Linked DNA regions of Sus scrofa: region 1 is linked to region 2. The links are chromatin contacts, called in public Hi-C maps. All regions are on one chromosome and are shown on one strand. Each heading gives the region's core, a stretch centred on a gene start, on an enhancer-like site or on the middle of the called end of the contact. The rest is flanking DNA. Distances are from core to core; before and after follow the strand shown. Region 1 holds the start of TGIF1 (TGFB induced factor homeobox 1). Region 2 overlaps DLGAP1 (disks large-associated protein 1).

Region 1 (4,335 bases), core at 11-2,510, 100 kb before region 2:
TTCATTTTAAGTCCTGTAATTGGAAAAACCACCCAGGCTTTGTAAACTCTGGCCTTAATTCACTCTCCGGTCGGGGGTGTCTTTTTTGGGGAGGGTGCGTGGGTGGGTGACTGGCTCTAATTTTCAGTGTAATCCTAAAACAGAGGCTCCAAAGTCTAGTTAGTCATCGTTTGGCTGCTTCATTCCTCCTTGGGCTGAACCTTATTTCCCCGGAGCTACTGCTGGGTTCTCCATCGAGGTTACAAAACAAAAACAGCACAGAGCAGAAACTGGAGACAGGCTTGGGCGCTGATGTCTTACTAGGTTTATTTATGTTTGGGGTTTTTTGTTGTTGTTGTTGTTGTTTTTAAGTGATGGGGAAGGTCTTAGTGTGGCATGTGACAGTTCATTTACTTCAAAACAACGGCACAGACACTCGCGAAAACTGCACCCAGAGGAGAGGGAGGGGAGGGGGCTTGCTTGCGTTTCTTGAAATCGTCCAGACAGCATCCGGTCTTTTTAAAGGGTTATTTCATCTAGGAACTCTTGTTGGAGTTCTCTCGACTCTCAACCAAAATAAGCCAACGGGAACACATGTTTACTTAATGGTTAGTTTCTGTTTGAAATGGGGGGTGGGGGCCCAGCAGGATTTAAGTCATAAAAAGTAGACTCTTTACCGAAACAGATGAGCAGCCCAGGGTGTGGTAGCCCCCTTCACATAGAGGCGGCAGCTGCCTGGGCCCGGAGTGTCCGGCCGAGTCTCAGCCGGGCAGGCGGAGCGTCCGGGCCGTCCCCAGGCAGAGACTTTTAAAGAGCATGTGAGCATGACAAGTGTCTGTCCGCAACGTGTTAGATTTCGAAACTGCCTTACAATCCAGTCCGGAACTCGCAGCTTTAGCCGGGAGGAACAGACTTTAGCCTGGGGTGTCTGTGTCTCATCCTCCCCCCTCGCCCCCCCTCCCCCGTAGCAGTTGGAGGAAGAGCCCCGGGAGGAGAAGGGTGCGCCGCGCCGCGCCCGCGTGTCAATGGCAGCCGCGCATTCTGGAAGAAGTTGGTTCTTGTCCCGAATACTTTTCCTACGGAGCTCCGCCCCTTGAATCAGCAGCCGCTGTCTTCTCCTGCGGCTAGAGCTGGGACCGTGGAGTTGAGGCAGCTGTCAAAAACGAAAGGAGCCTTTTCTTCCCCGGGGTGGAGGAGGGGACGGCCTTTTTCCCATCTGTTGCAATTTCGTAACCAAACCAAACCAAACCAAACGCACCCTCCCCAGCCCCGGGAAGAAAGGCCCACAGGAGAAACTCGCGGCGCTCGGCTGGTGTCGCCGCCGCTGCCGGGGCAGGCGGCGTGCGCGCAGCAGGGAGACCAGATCACGTTTCTGGGCTCCGCCACCCCCACGAGGGACGAGTGACAGCGGCCTGGGGGCGCGGAGTGAGGCGGCGCGGCTGCGGCGGCGCTCGGTGCCGTCCTCTCCGGCTGGAAGGTGCGGGGGAGGGGCGGAGGAGCGGCCGGGCGGGCGGGGGACGGGGCGGGCGGCTGGGGGCGGAGGCAGGACCTCCTGTACCTTCCCTCCTCGCCTCGCTCACTCTGACAGCGCTGAGGTGCGCCGAGCAGGAGCGGGGAACAAAGGAGCGGAGTGGGGAGGGGAGCGAGTTGGGCGAGGGAGAGACCCCGGCCGGCTGCCAGAAGATCCCGGCCGGAGGAAGCCCAAGTGTCACTTGAATTCCACCCAAGGAGCGGGCGCCTGGGATCGGAGCGCCTTGTTTAGCAATAACGGCTGGAGCGCGTCCTACAAGTTACGGGAGAGTCGGCCAGGAAGGAGGACAATCGCTTGGCCCCTCCACCCCCGCTCCTGGCCCCTCGAGACCCCAGCGCTGCCTCGCGCTGGAAGGGGAGCTCCAGAATGAAAAGCAAGAAAGGTGAGGCTCCACGGGCTGCGGGCGCGGGTCCCGGGGAAACGTGCTCGCGGGGCGGCCCTGGGCTTGGGGCGATAGTGACTTGGTGGACTTTTCCGCCCCAGTGGCTCGCCGGCCTCAGCGGCGACCGTCGTCTTTGTTGAGGCTGCGTCTGAAATGGCAGTTGCTCCTTTCCTTCTAGACACAACACGAGGGGCTGTTGTGGGGAGACGGGCCTCTCCACGCTGCTGGCACGTTGTCAAAAAACACGCGCACCGCCTTGTTTGTGCTCCTCCAAGTTTCATTGTCTCCGCCGATACCCCACACTCCGCAGAACCGCCGCGTGGCTTTTCGCTCTTTCTCGCGGGCAGGGGAGTGGGGTTCGGGTCGGGAGCACCTCCGCCCGGCTTTTCCAGGACAGGACCCGGGGTGGTCCGGACGTTGGAGCCGAGGCGCCTTTGTTTGAAAGTTGGGCTCCTGGGCCCCACTCACTCCCGGCCGGGCCCGCTCTACTCCAGGGATGGGGCGTTTTCACAATCGGAGGAATGCAACTCTGGACCCAAGATCGCTCCGAGGTGTCGGTACCTTTGGAAAACTAGACCTTTCAGGATTCCCAGACTCTTAAAAGTTTTCCCACGTTGAATTTGGGGCAAGAGGAAGAGTTAGCACTGAGGGCAAGCAGCGTGCAGTCAGAATGAGTCCAAGTGTGACATGCAAAGAGTGAGCCTGTCATTGTTTCCACCGAGCGCTCTGGCAGCCTTACAACTAAAAGTTGCCGTCAGTCAGATTTAAAAACAAAATACACAGGAAAAAAAAGGGGGGGAGGGAACCCACCACCACGAAAGGTCAAAGGATGTTAACTCCCTTTTGAAGTTAACTTTTGAGTCCCTGATTGGGAGGTTCCCCCAAACCTTCCGCCGTGGGCTGGAGTTGGCTTTTCTGTTGTGATTTATGTCGAGTGGTTCAAAACAGAAGTTAATCGCTCGGGGAAGCCAGCGCGGGCGGGGTGGGGTGGCGCTACTGCGCATGCCCAGCAGCGGCTGGAGTTTTTCTAGCTGCACATTCTTACAGACTCGTCCTGCAAATACAATTGAAACACTCATGTTAGTGGGGCAGCGTCGAACCCTAGAGGGTTCCTACGGCCACGCTTTCACCTTGAATTTCTGTTAATTTGATTCTGGGCTAGTGACTTTGTAACGCGCCCAACTCCCCACCTCCTGCTTCCCGGGAGAGAGTGGAACGAAAGGTCCACCCCGGGGCATTGGGGAGTTGTAGTGGAACTAACTCCTTCCGTTCCCTCCCTGGGGACCGTGAGAGCGAGCGCGGGTTTGGACGTTTAACTGAGCTCGGTGAGAAAACGCGCGCGGGGAGCGCCCCGGTGGCCTCGGGAGGCCCTGGCAACTCGTGGAGGACTGACAGGTCCAGATCGTCACTGGAAGGCATTCCCTCCCTCGTGGCGGAACTGACGGGATAAGTTGAGGGCTTGTTTATGACGAGCGCCTCCTGTGATCCGAGGCCAGAGCTGGGCTTGCGCCGGGGCGGGCTCCCTCATTGTTTGGGCTCCGGCGGGGGAGGCAATAGTTATCCCCCCCGACCACCCCCAAGGCTCTCGGGTACCCTCCCCGTGGCCCCTTGCCCTCCACCCGCCCCCCGTGCCTCCTCTGGCGCTCTCCCCCCAGCAGAGGGATGTGGCGGGAACCCGGGGCCCCTGGGGAATGTTCAGGGCGCGCTGCCCCGGGGCGCGAGGTCCTGCTACTGCGCGCGGACTCATGGAAACAATGAAAGGTGACGTGTTGGAGGGGAAACTTTGCGACTGGTTCAGAGCCGGTGCGGGGGAGCTGAGACTGCTGAGGTTGTCCGGGTTTCTTTCCCTTTTTAGGTTTTCCTGGCAAGTCCTCTGCGGGTGGGCAGGCCCCTCTGGAGGTTGAGATTCTAGTTTCTTGTAATCTGAAACTTGGAGGCCTGGGGTAGCGCGAACGCGTGCAGTCGCGGGGCAATTTCAGCGGGGGCCGAGGAGTTGGCGGAACAAAAGCTCCGGGGCCGGCCGGGCCGGGCTCCTCCCTCCCCGCGGCCCGGCGGGCCCCCGCCCCGCCCCATCCCGGCCTCCAGCCACCTGGGGGTCTTCAGCCGAGTGGCCTCCGCTAGGGCTCCGGAAGAGATCTGGGCCTCCTGGCTCGTCTGGTTGGACCATTGTCTTGTCAATTTTGTAAAAGTCTGTGAAAGTCTTTTCAAGTTTTGTCGAAAACAAAAGCACTTAAAACGCAATCGCGGAGCCTGTGGTTTGGTGAGACTGGTTTAATAGTGTCTCGTCTTAAGAGACCGAGGATGCCAAAGAAATCTCCCCATAGGACTTGCAGACCAGCGGAAGATGCGTTGAGGAAAATCCCCTAATCTCTTTCCTCCCGGTTTCTGACTGTGTGGAAAATTCTTGCTTTGGAATTGCTAAATTCTGGGTTCAGCTCGGCAC
Region 2 (4,191 bases), core at 867-3,366:
CTGCAACTGTACCATCACCTTGCGGGGGGTGGGAGTGGGAGGTCTGAAGTAGAGAAGACTTCTTTCAGACTGGAGCTCCCAGTGTGCGTTGGTGGTATAGTGGTGAGCAGAGTTGCCTCCCAAGCCAGAGCTCCTGTGGCTTTATGAATAGAACCCAGAAAAGAGTCAGAGAAGTAGGGGCCCATTGAGAGGGATGATAAACAGCCAAAGCAGGAAGCCAGGAGAGTTACCCACAGGCTGTTGGTAGCAGATAGGACTGTTCTGGCATCCTGGGAACAGATCTTGGCACCAATGAAGATAAAACTCCTAACAGAGAAGTTTGCTGCTGCTGCTGCTGCTTCCAGGCAGGCTGACCCAGAGGGGCTGAACTTACAACAAACTGTGGGAGCCATGCTCCCCATGGTGACACACTCCCCAGGCCAGACCCCCTACTAAGCACCAGAAAAGTTGATGGTTTGGCCAGGGTGTGTTCCCAGGATAAAAGCACAAGCCCAGGTGAAAACAAAGATGATGAGATGGAGCGTGTCTTGACTTTCATCTGCCGTGAGATCAACCTAATCACCATCCTTTGTAACATTCAACGCGCTGCAAATTTATTTTATTTTATTTTTATTATTATTATTTTTGGGGGCTTTTTTTTTTTTTTTTTTTGCTATTTCTTTGGTCCGCTCCTGCGGCATATGGAGGTTCCCAGGCTCTGGGTCGAATCGGAGCTGTAGCCGCCAGCCTACGCCAGAGCCACAGCAACGCGGGATCCGAGCCGGTCTGCAACCTACACCACAGCTCACGGCAACGCCGGATCGTTAACCCACTGAGCAAGGGTAGGGACTGAACCCGCAGCCTCATGGTTCCTAGTCAGATTCATTAACCACTGCGCCACGACGGGAGCTCCGTGCGAATTTAATAGACAGGGTCTCGAGACCCAGGGAGATCTCACTAAACCCATATATATATATGATGGTAAGACAGAGGCTCAGGGCAGGTAACTGATTGCTCTAAGTCATGCAGCTACGAGGTGGTAGAGTTAGTGTTCTCTGGCCTCCAAATGCCACCTCTTTTCCTTCACTCAAATCACCTGGACTCATCTGCTATTAAACCTTAAATGCCTTGGCCAGTAAAGCTTAATGCTTTCTGTGACAAATTCCAGGAGACGGCTCCCAGCTGCAGGACCTGGGCAAAGGTGAGGAGGATGCATGCATGTGGATGGGTCAGCAAGGGGTGTGCCCATGCAGCTTGAAAACTGCTGCCAAAGGGAGAAACGCCGCAAAAAACACCACACGGGGAAAAATAACCGCCTTCTTTCAAAATATTTACAGCTCAACATGTACAGGCCACCCAAAGTGTGCTGGTCAGTGGTCCGCGCCCTGCTGGCCCCACGGGGAGAGGGTGGCCATCCCAGGGCCGCGGGGGCGGGGCCGGGGCTTCTGAGGGGACCCGGGCCGCTGCTGGCCTTCCCCCTGGTTAGTTTTGGCTCAAGGGAAGAGGCTGTGAGAACGATTTCCACCAGAGCCATCCTCCACGGAAACCGCAGGAACAGCTAACCTTTCCTCGGTCAAGTAGAAAAAAGCAGGGCCTGTGTGAGGGTGTAGGGGGCGGAGCGGGATGTGGACAGAGAGGGAGGGCTGCTGTAATAACTTTTGTAGTCATAGGACTTGCCAGTGGGTAGTTACTAGTATTCCAGACACTTCCTAATGCCAGACAAACGCCCAAGCCTCAGCTTGTCTGGCTCCGAGATCTATTCAGTCGATAGTAGCCGGGGAGAGCAGCGCTTTCTGCTGCAAATCAAACACAACATTGTTCTCAGAGGAAGAATGGCAAGGTTTGTTTCAGAGTCACAGATTTTTTTTTTTCCTGAGGCACCCGAGTTATTTTAACAAGTTGCTACAAAACTTGGGCTTCCTGAGGTGAGGCTTGTCGTGCACAGTGCGTGTACTGTCCCAAACCGGGGTGTGCGTGTGTGTGTGTGTGTGGGGGGGGGGGGTTAGAAAGTTAGTCATTAAAAAAAGAAAAGAAAGAAGGAAAGAAAAAAAAGCCCCAGGCACTCCATGCCTGGAAATGATGTCAGACGCAGCCACTCCTCTGTTAGAACTACAACCCAACAATGCTGGGCCGATCGCCGCAGCTGCGCTCCAAATGTCAGCGCCCAGCCCGGCCAAAGGGCTTGAAAGCCACCGAGCCCGAGGACTTTGTGCGTTACCTTTGTCGCCCACATTTTCCCCAAGCACTCGCAGGAACCTGGCAACAGGTAACGTGGCAACCTTTGCCTTCTAAAACGGCAGGCAGCAGGATTTCAGAGAACAAAAGGATTTTTTTTTTAAAGCCAGCGGCATCTCCCTCACCACCCCCCCTCCCTCCCAGCTCAGTCTGAGAAAACAAAGTATTGCTGCAGGCAGCCCGCTCTCGAGCGCCCCCTGGTGACCAATCTCGGAACATCACCGATGTACCTGGAAATCCGAGGCTCGGCTCCCAGGTAAGTCACAAGGAAGGGGGATGGCTTGGCTGCTTTTGTCTTCCAGAAAAAAACGCAAAGAGTAAGTCAAGACCCAGAATGTCTTGCTTTTTAATTTACCACCTTAAAATTAAGGGTAAGAGCTCTGGGTTGAGGGTGCTGACCTTCCCCCCCCCCCCCAGCAGCTGCTAGGGCAACAGTTTTTGTTACCTTGGCAAGTTGAAAAGCAAAAGCTGCTGCCGCTCTTTGGTTAAGTGGATGGCAGTGAGGATGAATAGCCAAGAAAACGAGGGTTCTGCTGGGTGGGACTGGCATTTTCCATTTTTATCTGAATTTGTCGATTGTTTGCAGAAGCCTTTCTCTCAGGTAGAAACATTTCTAATTCCCTTCACTGGTTTCCTGTTAGTTTATTTGCAAAGATGATTTAGGATTCCCAAACTGCTGGCCCAGCCTCCCAGAGAGCCTGCTTTGCAGCCCCACCTTAGCTCTTTTATCTCTGTGTGGGGCAAACACCCACGAAAATGCCCAGGGCAGTCTTTTTAACCAAGGCTTCTTCCTCTCCTGGGCTCCTCCCTCCTTCGGAGCAATCCGGTCCCTGATTTGGAGGAAGGATTACAGTTGTGAGGCCCTGGTAGCTCTAGTCAGTTGCAAGGGCAGCCCCCTTTGTCCCTTTCCGGAAATGTTAAGAAAACTAAGAAAGAGGTTCAGATCAAAGCCGCTGTTCTCTTCAGAAAGTTCCATTAATTAACTAAATTAAAGGAAGTTAAGTGTTGTTTGGAGGAAAGTCATTTTAGAAGGCCCAGGTCCAGGCACTGAGATCTGAAGCCTCTCATGGGAACCTTTAATGAAGCTTGGCAAGAAGTTAACCACTCTGAGAAATGGAGGGTTACCATATGTAAAACCAGTTCTTGCCTGAAATCAGTCATTTCAAAGGAACATCTTGAAAGGCAGCAGACATCTGGCTAGTCCTTGACTCGATCCTTTAACGTTCCAGATTACAAACCAAGGGCTCTGAGTAAGAATCATTTGACCAGTAGCTGAGGTGAGTCACAGCCTTCAGAGAACGAGGCACAAAGTTTCGTGTCAGGATGTTGAGAACACCAGGCTCACTCACTAATTTGCAAGGCATGGCCGTTGCTTCCAGGAGGGAAAGCCATCAGGATTTCACGGTTCATTTTCCCAGCCTCCCCAACAGGTGCTGTTGAGTCATCCACACACACCAGCGGCTGCCCTGGCAGTTTCATCTCTTGGGCTTAAATTTCCATTTGTTCCACAACTTGTTGAAGTGATTTCTACCACTACATCAGATATACCACTTCCTCTAGGACTTAGGGTGTTTTGGTTTTTTGTTTTTTTTTTTCCTCATGTTGGTAACTGTGCATATTTTTCAAAATCTGTCCCAGCCAGGTCAGCAGGTCTTCCTGGGTTGAATGGACTGTTGACAGGAAGGGAAGATTCAGGGCCGGCGGTCAGGGTTACAGAATTAAATAAGGTTTCCTGGGAGGGCAGACCGGTCTTGTGGGGAGACTACATGCCTAGGAGGGTCTGGGGTAAGGCTGGTGCCAGGAGCAGGGAGGACATTTTTTCTTTTAGGTGTCTCATCCACCAGCTCTCATTTCCATCACTTCTCAGCAGTACTTGCCTATGTTCTCTATTAGGTGAATCCCCGCCCCTGCCCCCAGACTGAGAGAAAGGAGTTGGTTAAGGATGTTAGGATCACAAGGTCAGGCATTGTTGTCCAC

The links. A called contact is a pair of places that touch in the nucleus more often than the background predicts.
Region 1: a contact with region 2 is called in a Hi-C map of embryonic fibroblasts, with 2.8 times the contacts expected there. The contact joins the promoter of TGIF1 here to the enhancer-like site in region 2. A contact is called at or near these places in 2 of 5 promoter capture datasets (liver and skeletal muscle), 25 of 47 Hi-C or Micro-C datasets (adipocytes, alveolar macrophages, blood and 14 more) and 2 of 2 datasets of contacts at active chromatin or transcription factors (alveolar macrophages and skeletal muscle).

Annotation. Positions count from the first base shown.
Region 1 is chr6:103,231,381-103,235,715 of Sscrofa11.1, reverse strand. It overlaps TGIF1 (TGFB induced factor homeobox 1), which reads left to right and starts at 1,260. Exons shown (of 4, transcript NM_001244289.1): 1 at 1,260-1,456; 2 at 1,708-1,892. The coding sequence starts at 1,877.
Region 2 is chr6:103,131,371-103,135,561 of Sscrofa11.1, reverse strand. All of the region lies in intron 7 of DLGAP1 (disks large-associated protein 1), which reads right to left. Among named protein-coding and RNA genes, the nearest start is that of TGIF1, 100 kb to the left of the region's middle. Within about 2 kb of position 2,116, at least 69 of the 83 cell types and tissues checked have an H3K27ac peak or open chromatin away from gene starts, as enhancers often do. A contact at or near this core is called in alveolar macrophages, embryonic fibroblasts, epiblast stem cells and 7 more, where this site is marked.